Linked DNA regions of Sus scrofa: region 1 is linked to region 2. Evidence: chromatin contacts called from public HiChIP or PLAC-seq data. All regions are on one chromosome and are shown on one strand. The core of a region is the stretch at or near the end of the contact, and the rest is flanking DNA. Distances in the headings are between cores, read along the strand shown.

What was found. HiChIP or PLAC-seq counts read pairs in DNA pulled down with a chosen protein or histone mark.
Region 1: a contact with region 2 is called in an H3K27ac HiChIP or PLAC-seq map of alveolar macrophages. The contact joins two enhancer-like sites. A contact is called at or near these places in 1 of 47 Hi-C or Micro-C datasets (liver) and 1 of 2 datasets of contacts at active chromatin or transcription factors (alveolar macrophages).

Annotation. Positions count from the first base shown.
Region 1 is chr6:77,950,090-77,955,259 of Sscrofa11.1, forward strand. No RefSeq gene overlaps it. Among named protein-coding and RNA genes, the nearest start is that of CAPZB, 40 kb to the left of the region's middle. Within about 2 kb of position 2,017, at least 1 of the 83 cell types and tissues checked has an H3K27ac peak or open chromatin away from gene starts, as enhancers often do. A contact at or near this core is called in alveolar macrophages, where this site is marked.
Region 2 is chr6:77,762,002-77,767,213 of Sscrofa11.1, forward strand. The region is part of intron 1 of PQLC2 (PQ loop repeat containing 2); the gene reads left to right. Among named protein-coding and RNA genes, the nearest start is that of PQLC2, 2.7 kb to the left of the region's middle. Within about 2 kb of position 3,875, at least 4 of the 83 cell types and tissues checked have an H3K27ac peak or open chromatin away from gene starts, as enhancers often do. A contact at or near this core is called in alveolar macrophages, where this site is marked.

The DNA of each region.
Region 1 (5,170 bases), core at 767-3,266, 190 kb after region 2:
CTGCCAGTGCAGACAAAAAAACAAAAAAGAAAAGAAAAGAAAGAAAGCTTTCAGAGAGAGGGAGATTGAGAAAAGAAAAACTAAAACCACACTACATTTATAGATCTGGGAATTAGAATGGCCTTGAACTTCTAAATAATAACAATATGCATTCCCTGGTGCCTCAGTGGGTTAAGGATCCTGCATTGCCACAGCGCGCAGCTCGGGTCACTCCTGTGACACAGATTTGATTCCTGGCCTGGGAACTTCCACATGCCACAAGTGCAGCCCAAAATAAATAAATAAATAACATTAGAAGGTAGAAGGCAGGATTTCTCGTTTTGGATCAGCAGGTTAAGAACCCAACATAGTGTCTGTGAGGACGCAGGTTCGATCCCTGGCCTCACTCAGTGAGTCGGGGATCCGGTGTTGCTGTGAGTGTGGTGTAGGTCACAGGCATGGCTGGGGTCCTGTGTTGCTGTGGCTGTGGTGTAGGCCCCAGATGCAGCTCCGATTCGAACCCTAGCCTGGGAACATCCATATGCCACAGGTGTGGCCCTAAAAAGAAAAAAAAAGAAGACTCTAGAAGGCAGAGGAACAAAGCCTTCAGAACACTGGGTGAAACATATTAACATAGAATTCTACACCTATAATTGCAGATATTGCAAACTCTCAAAAATTTTACCTCTCATGCATTTTTTTCTCAGAAAAGGATTGATGAGGCACTCCACCCAAATGAGAGAAAAACACAAGACAAAGACAAGCATCCAGGAGACAGTGGCTTCGACCCAAAAGGAGAAAGGCGAGGGGAACTCCCAAGATGATGGCAAAAGGGAGACTCAGCTTGACAGTGGTCCAGGCGGGCATAGGAAACCCAGGGGCTTCCAGGGTGGAGGGCCTGAAAAATAGGGAAATGCACACATCATTTACTTTGTGTTACCAGGACTGCCGGTGTAATTTGCAGGGCCCATTACAAAATGAAAAGGAAGAGGCAAGGCTTGAAACTTATTGTTTGAAAATGATTAAGAACTTAAAGGAGTTCCTGTCGTGGCTCAGGGGTTAATGAATCTAACTAGCATCCATGAGGATGCAGGTTCAATCCTCAGCCTTGCTCAGTGGGTTAAGGATCTGGCTTTACCGTGAACTGTGGTGTAGGTCACAGACGCAGATCCTGCGTTGCTGTGGCTGTGGCCTCGGCCGGCAGCTACAACTCTAATTAGACCCCTAGACTGGGAACCTCCATATGCCACAGGGGCAACCCTAAAAAGCAAAAAGGAAAATAAAAAAAAGAACTTCAAGATGGTAAAAGCAGAGCATTAGGAAAAAAACCTTGGGAGTTCCCATTGTGGCTCAGGGGTTAATGAATCTGACTAGGAATCATGAGGTTGTGGGTTTGATCCCTGGCCTTGCTCAGTGGACGAAGGATCTGGAGTTGCCGTGAGCTGTGGTGTAAGTTGCAGATGCAGCTTGGATCTCGCGTTGCTGTGGCTCTGGTATAGGCCGGTGGCTACAGCTCCGATTAGACCCTAGCCTGGGAACATCCATATGCCACAAGTGCGGCCCTAAAAAAGACAAAAATAAGTAAATAAATAAATGTGTAATACATTAAAAAAAAAAAGAAAAGACAATGGGTGGGCTCTTCTGAGAATCGGACCCCATGGACCTTCCCACAAAGTCCCCTCTGCATGTGACCGTGACCATGTGAAAAATTATAGTGATAGTTGTCCCCATCGGCAAGCTAAGAGAAACTAATTCTGGAGTTCCCGTTGTGGCTCAGCAGGTTAAGAACCCAACATAGTGTCCTCGAGGATGTGGGTTCCTTCTCTGGCCTCGCTGTGGGTTAAGGATCCAGCATTGCTGCAGGCAGTGTAGGTCGAAACTGTGGCTCAGATCTGATCCCAGGCCTGGGAACTCCATATGCATTGGGGTGGCCAAAAATAGAAAAATGAAAAGAAAATGCACATGTAAAATCTCTCCTTTCTGTGATGGAAGTTCTGCTTCCCACATGTCTCATAGGGGGAATTCCCCAAATACAGGAAGGATTTCAGATTTGGGCAGCCGGGACGAATGACAAATATCCGCTGTCAAAGCATGGGAAGAATTGGTAATATGTAGATTAAGGCAAAACAAATCAACACAAAATTAAGCAAAATGAAACCAAAATGGGACAAGTGTGAACGCAAACAAAAAGAAAATGAAGCATTTCCAGAAAGGAAACATAATGATAGTATACTATGTGTCTCATCAGGGTTCTATATTTGCATATTCAGAATAACATAAAAACTGAATGTGGGGAGTTCCCCCTGTGATTCAGCGGTAATGAACCCAACTAGTCTCCAGGAGGACTTGGGTTAGATCCCTGGCCTTGCTCAGTGGGTTAAGGATCCAGCGTTGCCATAAGCTGTGGTGTAGGCCAGCAGCTGCAGTCCTGATTTGACCCCTAGCCTGGGAACTTCCATATGCCACTGGTGTGGCCTTAAAAAGAAAAAAAAAATGAATGTGGATTTAATCCCCCAATTTCGTATCTAGCACCTGGTGAAGATGGAAAGGGGAGAATCGGGATACTGGATGATTTAAGAACGCTAAAAAAGGAGTTTCTGTCGTGGCTCAGTGGAAACGAATCTGTCTAGGAACCAGGAGGTTGCAGGTTCAATCCCTGGCCTTGCTCACTGGGTCAAGGATCTGGCGTTGTTGTGAGCTGTGGTGTAGGCTGCAGATGCGGTTCAGATCCTGCATTGCTGTGGCTGTGGTATGGGCCAGCAGTTAGAACTCTGATTCGACCCCTAGCCTGGGAACCTCCATATGCCGCAGGAGCGGCCCTAGAAAAGGTAGAAAGACAAAAAAAAAAAAAAAAAAAAAGAATGCCGAAAATAAAAATGGGAGATTGGGGTTAATAGATGTAGACTATTGCCTTTGGAATGGATTAGCAATGAGGTTCGGCTGTGTAGCCCTGGGAGCTATATCTGGTCACTTTTGATGGAGCCTGATAATGTGAGAAAAAAGAATGTACACATGCATGTGTAACTGGGTCACCATGCTGTACAGTAGTAAATTGACAGAACACTGTAAACCAGCTATAATGGAAAAAAATAAAAATCATTATATATTAAAAACAAAAACAAACAAACAAAAGAATGCTAAAAAAAAATCATCTGCCATAATGGGAAGTTAATGAGAAAGGCCTAAAACTGACACATAAAAAATTAAAAGTAAAACCATATGTAGAAATATGGACATCAATTCCCAAATAAGCTGCTAAAACATGGAAAGTGGTCCTCGGCGAAATAAGACTAGAAAGTGAGGCGAGGTGAGGTATGGGAACTGCATTTTTTTGTTGTTTCTTTTTATTGCAAGATTTTTTTTGTACTTGCTTTGTTCAGGCTATGTTAGGCTCTGCTGCAGTAACAAAGAAGTCCTGAAAAATCTTAGTGGCTTAACACAATAACAGTCCCCCCCCCACCTTACTCATACACATCCAGTGTTGGGAGGTCTTTTTTGGTCTTATTTTCTCCCTGTTGGGATCAAGGTCATTGTGAAAGGAAGAAAAACCTGGAGGGTAAGATGGGATGTTTTGAAGGGCCAGGCCTGAAGATGCCTTATAGGGCTTGTACCCACATTCCACTGCCTAAACCTCAGTCACTTGGGCCCATTTACATTTTTTGGCCCCGCCCACAACATGCAGAAGTTCCCAGGCCAGGGACCAAAACTTGCCACAGTAGTGACCTGAGCCACAGGAGTGACAATGCCAGACCCTTAAACTACTGAGCCACCAGGGAGCTCCCCACTTACATTTTTTAAAATTAATAGACATGGGAGTTCCCGTCGTGGTGCAGTGGTTAACGAATCTGACTAGGAACCATGAGGTTGTGGGTTTGATCCCTGCCCTTGCTCGGTAGGTTAAGGATCCGGCGTTGCCATGAGCTGTGGTGTAGGTTGCAGACGTGGCTCAGATCCCTTGTTGCTGTGGCCCTGGCATAGGCCAGTGGCTACAGCTCCAATTAGACCCCTAGCCTAGGAACCTACATATGCCGCAGGAGCGGCCCTAGGAAAGGCAAAAAGACCAAAAAAAAAAAAAAATTAATACACATGGAAGTTCCCGGGTGGAGCAGTGGGTTAAGGATCTGGCGTTGCTGCAGCTGTGGTGCGGGTCACACCTCTGGCACAGGTTCAATCCCACCAAGGAACTTGCCATGGGTTCAACCAAAAAAAAATTAATAGACTATTATTTAGAGCAGTTTTAAGTTGGCAGAAAAATTGAGCAGAAAATATGGAGAGTTTTCACATATACTCTCTCCCCCTGCCACACACAATGGTTTCCTCTATTTTTAATATCATGCTTTGGTGTGGTACATTTATTATAATTAATGACCTAATATTGATACATTTAACTGAAGTTCATAGTTTAGTCTTTGTGTTAATCAGTTCCCGTCTTGGTGCAGCGGAAACAAATCTGACTAGCAACCATGAATTTGCTGGTTCAATCCCTGGCCTTGCTCAGTGGGTTAAGGATCTGTCATTGCCTTGAGGTGTGGTGTCAGTTGCAGACGTGGCTCGGATCCCACATTGCTGTGGCTGTGGCCGTAGGCCCATGGCTGTAGCTCCAATTAGACCCCCAGCCTGGGAACCTCCATATGCTGTGGGTGTGGCCCTAAAAAGAAAAAAAAAGTGGCATATACATACAATGGAAAATTATTCAGCCATAAAAAGAAAAGAAATCCTCTCATACATTACAACAAGGATAAACCTTGAGGACCTTAGACTGAGAAAAACAGGCCAGAGAAAGACAAATACTATGTGATTCTACTTGGGTGAGGGAGCCAGGATAGCCAAATTCATAGAAACGGAAAGTAGAGTGATAGTAGCCAGGGCTGGGGGAAGGGGGAAATGGAGAGATGTTTAATGAGTGTAGAGTTTTGGTTTTGCAAGATTAAAAAGTTCTAGGAGTTCCCGTCGTGGCTTAGCGGTTAACGAATCTGACTAGCATCCATGAGGACACAGGTTCTATCCCTGACCTTGCTCAGTGGGTTAAGGATCTGGTGTTGCCGTGAGCTGTGGTGTAGGTCGAGGATGTGGCTTGGATCCCGTGTTGCTGTGGCTCTGGCATAGGCTGGCAGCTACAGCTCTGATTGGACTCAGCCTGGGAACCTCAATGCGCCGTGGATGTGGCCCTAAAAAGAAAAAAAAAAAAATA
Region 2 (5,212 bases), core at 2,625-5,124:
TGGGGTCCCCGTTCCCCCTTTGGGGCGCAAGATTCTGGAGCGAGGCTCTGGGCGAGATTGGGAGGCCCTGGGCGGCCCAGGTCCCCCTCTCAGGGGCGACCAGCATAACCTCTGGGACCGACCTGGCCAGGGGTGGGGTATGGGTTCCCTTTTCACTTCCTAATCCCGGCCGACGGGCCCCTTCGCTCCTGATGGCTTTGTTTTCCCCAGGGCATGCCGGAGGAGGGGGCCTCGCGGCAAATGAGCGCTGACCACAGCGGCTGCCCTGTCATTATCCCCGCCAAACAGGTGGCCCGTGCTGGGCTGAGTCACTAGGAGGGTGTTGTGACCGAGCACCTGGAGGGCTGGAGTGGGTGGTAGCTCCAAACCGGGACGATTGTCCCCTCCCACTCCACGCCTAGGATAGGTCTCCAAACGTGTGCGTGGCGAGTCCACCGTTTGGAAGTGTGCGGACGGGTGCATTCTTATCTATTCAGTGTTTATTGAAGCCTGCGGTTTGCCAGGGGGCGGGGGGGAGGGGGAGGAAGAGCTCCGGCCAGAACAGAATAAAAGCCATCCCAGGTTATCCCACTGAGTGCTTGACCTGTGCTCAGGCACCCTTCTCATCGCTCGGCCTGGATTATCTAAACTCTGCGGTTAACCTGCCTCATTGCCCCCTTTTTACGGATTGAGAGTCTGTGGCTCAGTCACCAGCTCAGGAGTTCTAGGAGTAGGCATCCGGCAGGCCAGTTCCAGAGTGCTTTCTTCTTAACCCTAGGCCATCCATGCTCACAGTGGTCCTTCTTGTCTCCCTCCCTCCCTCTCTCCCTCTCTGTTTCTGAGCCTTTCCTGCCTAGCTGATGAGTCTAGGCCCTAAGAAGAAGCTTATGGAACGGAGAGGAGTGAGCAGCGGTGGCTGAGGAATGTGAAGATCATTCTTCAGGTGTGGGAACGAGGGTAGGGGAAGAGGTGACAGGAGCTGTAAGGTGACAGCTCCTGTAAGGCCCCGTCCAAGAGGGCAATTTAGAAATGGGTCTTAATATCTTTTTACCATGCCCTCCAGGGGGAGAGGACATGCCTGGGGGAAGAGGCAGCTGGAACAGAAGTCTGGAGGTCTGGGAATGACTGTCTGAAGATCTGGAGGGAGGAGGCAGGAGACGAGGTGGGGAGGGCAGTTCTGGGAGTACCCTTGGGCTCAGTCTCAAGGAATTTGGACTTACCTGGTAGGTAAAGATGGCTACTCAAGCAGCTTTGGTAGGGAGTATCTGTTGGACTCAGCTTGGAATCTGGAAGAGGAGCTTGGCTATGACAGGAGATGCCTTTTCTTCCTTTTTTTTTTTTTTTCCTTTCTTTCTTTCTTTTTTTTGTCTTTTTTTTTTTTTTTTTTTTTTTTTTTTTTTGTCTTTTTAAGGCCACACACACAGCACATGGAGGTTCCCAGGCTAGGGGTGGAATCAGAGCTGCAGCTGCCGGCCTACACCAGAGCCACAGCAACTTGGGAGCCAAGCTGCATCTGCGACCTACACCACAGCTCCACGGCAATGCCAGATCCTTAACCTATGGAGTGAGGCCAGGGATCAAACCCGCATCCTCATGAATTCTAGTTAGGTTTGTTAACCGCTGAGCCATGACAGGAACTCCAAGATGCTTTGCTTAAAGGGCCGCCATGTACGCCAGCATCTGCTGGAAGAGCTCCTTAAACCCAAGGTCCCTGATCCGCAGTCCGGACACATTGATCCTGAATTCAAACATGTCCCCTCCCAGATTCTGAGACACCCCAGCTGTGGTCCTTGTCAGACCTACCGACCTGGTCTACCTTTGTTGCAAGCCTGGACATCCATTCACTCAGTACTGTTGGACCAGGAGCGGGCTTGTTCTTGGAAGCCAGGCCTGGATTCCTAGTTGGGTCAGAACCTACGGGTGATGAGCCCTAGGCGCAGCCACCCTCAGAGGAAAGCACCTTCTGTCCAGGGCTCAGGTGTGTCTCAGAGTATTCTGAGCCTCTAGCTGCACATGGGCCCTATGTGTGGACAGGGGACCTCCCATTCAGTGCCCCGAACACTGTGAGCCGAGGTACGTCCTTCAAGATGCCACCTTCCTCACTGGGTGTGTATCCCCCCTTCTTTCTTCCCTAACCCGGTGAAGAGAAGGTGTGAGGAGTTCCCATTGTGGCTCAGTAGGTTAAGAACCGGACATAGGGTCCATGAGGATGCAGGTTCCATCCCTGGCCTCACTCAGTGGTTTAAGGATCCAGCATTGCCCTAAGCTGCAGCATAGGTTGCAGATATGGCTCAGATCTGGTGTTGCTATGGCTGTGGTATAGGCTGGCAGCTGCAGCTCTGATCCAGCCCCTACCCTGGGCACCTCTATGTGCTGTAGATGCGGCCCTAAAAAGACCAAAAAAGGGGGGGGGAGTGAGAGTAGCCTCAGGGTGGTTGCAATCCTGGTCTCTCATTCTCGAAACGGTTGCTATCTTTAAGTCAGGCACTGGGGCTGAGAGCTTTCTGTGTATGTCATCTGCACGGCAGCCCCAAGGAGGGACCGTTGTGATCCTCATTTTACAGACAGGCTCAGACAGTTAGTTGCACAAGGTCACTCAACCTTATCCGTGATATGAGGACAGTGTTCTGATCACAGACAAGTTAAGGAGGATGACAGCAGACCACCGCGGTGACCTGCAGTGGCGTGTCCAGAATCTACAGGAGCAGGGCGAGGGAGGCAGTCTAGTAGAGGGGTGGCTGGGGAACCGAAGGCCTTGTTTGGAAATAACCTTTGACCCCGCAGAGGCGCAGTTCCTACCTGGGCTGTGAGTTAACCCCAGGGTGGCCTTGCAAGTGCTGGTGGCAGGACATCAGATAAACGGCTCCAGTATCAGTTGTGTTGAGGGTCAGGGTGGGTCACCAAGGTGCTGGAAGAGGCTTTCATTCCCCCCTTGCGAGACCCTGGAGGTGCTGCAATGAGCCGGGCAGGCTGTGACCTGGGGCGCCCTTGCCCTGAGCACCAGAGCTCCCTGTTGAGTCACATTTGAGTGGAGAGCCTAGAGCTTCCTGAGAAAAAGCTGACTCGCTTCCTTTCCCTCCACAATGCTCTCAGATTGCTGTGGTCTCAGCAGTTCCAAGGGTCCAGCCAGGGCAGTCAGGCCTCTGTCACAGCATAGCAGTCCAGGTGGCTTGTAAACAAGCAGTGATTTCTCAGTCCTTGAACCTGGGGAATCCGGGATCAGGGTCCTGGGAGATTCAGTGTCTGGTGAGGGTCCGCTTCCTGATCCATTGATGGCTGTCATCTCGCTGGGTCCTCACCTGGCAGAAGGGGTGAAGGTGTTCTTTGGCCTTTTTTTTTTTCCTTTTTAAGGCTGTGCCCACAGCATATAGAGGTTCCCAGGCTAGGGGTTGAATAGGAGCTGTACCTGCCTGCCTACACCACAGTCACAACAATGCTAGATCCTAGCCTTGTCTGAGACCTACACCACAGCTCACAGCAACACGGGATCTTTAACTCACTGAGTGAGGCCAGGGATTGAACCTGCATCCTCATGGATACTAGTCAGGTTCCTAACCTGCTGAGCCACAACAGGAACTCCAGGGATCTTTTTAATAAGGCTACTAATCCCATTCATGAAAGCTCTGTGACCGAAATACTCCCCAAAGTATTTCGGGAGTATTACCGAAATACTTACCTCAAATTACCATCACGTTTCAGGTTAGGTTTCAATGTACGATTTTGGGGTTGGTAGAGACATAAACATTCAGTCAGTGGCATTCGGTCTATAGGACATAGCTTTAGGATCCTGGACCTTTTGGCCCAAGCAGGAACTGAAGGGGGCTGGAGAGAGCCTCATCCAGAGCGAGAAAAACCCCTCTGCACACAGTGAGAAAAGGGGAAGCCTGCCTTCTGGCCTCGTGAGATGCTGGACAGCCTGGCCAGACCACAGGAGGGTTCCACCACGCCCAGGGACAGAAGCGTGGCATGGTGACTGTGAACCCTTTCTGCCTGGATGGCCTGGGCACTTCACTTTCCCAGGTCCTCACAGACGTATCAGTAGCTCCCCACGTGATAGAGTTGATATGCAGCAAAAATCAGAAAGGGGAGTTCCCACTGTGGCACAGAGGGTTAAGGATTCGGCATCGCTGCAGCTGTGGCGTTAAGTCACAGGGATGTGGTTTGGATTTGAACCTTGGCCTGGGAACTTCCATATGCCTCAGGTATTGCTGGGGGTGGAGGAAGCCGAAAGGCCTTCAAGGTATTTAGCACAGGGCTGGTAAAGGGCTCAGCAATCGGAGGCTGTGATGATTCTGTGGGGTAGAGATGCTCCAGCAGTCCCATGCTGTCTCCCTCTTCTGGGACTGTCACACAGGCAGTGACTGCTCTCATCACTGTTCAGGGTGCCCGGACACTGGGACGGACTCCTTTGCCTGCCCCTGCAACCAGCCAGCTCTTGGCTTTGTTGCCAGTGAAGATGGGGAGGTGGCTCTGGACCCTTTGCTGACAGGTGTCCCACACAAGTGAGCTGCCCGGCTTGACTCTCAGACACTGGTGCAACCCTGGAAAGACTCACGTGGTCCTTCTGCTTTCGCCGCTTGCCTCATTTGACCAAAGTTAGGGGATAGCTGTACGTTAAATAAGAGGATATAATTAATGGGCGTGGTCTCAGCCAACCTGCAGAGTATAATTTACAAGATTTTTTTTTTTTTGTATGTGTGTCTTTTTAGAGCTGCACCCCCAGCATTTGGAAGTTCCCAGGCTAGGGGTTACATCGGAGCTCCAGCTGCTGGCCTGCACCACAGCCATAGCAACTCAGGGTCTGAGCCACATCTGCGACCTACACCATACCTCATGCAACACCAGATCTTTACTCCACTGAGCAAGGCCAGGAATCAAACCCGCATCCTCATGGATACTAGTCAAGTCCATTACCAGTGAGCCACAAGGGAAACTCCTAATTTACAAGATTGAAAATAATCTAAATGTGCAAGAGTTAGAACAAAGGTGACTTCGAGGGATCAGTTCTCTCCACTGCATTTCTGAACTCATTTAACCCTCTCAACTCTATGGAGGCTGCACTGTTATTGCCCCCATCTTGTGGATGAAGAAACTGAGGCACAGCTGTCACTTGCCCAAAGTCACAGCACCAATACGTAGACCTGAGATTTGAATGCTTTTGCCCCTGACTGCAGATCCAGTGCTCTCCCCGCACCTGTGTCCCCTTTGCCCTCTGGTTCAGGGACTCGGTCAG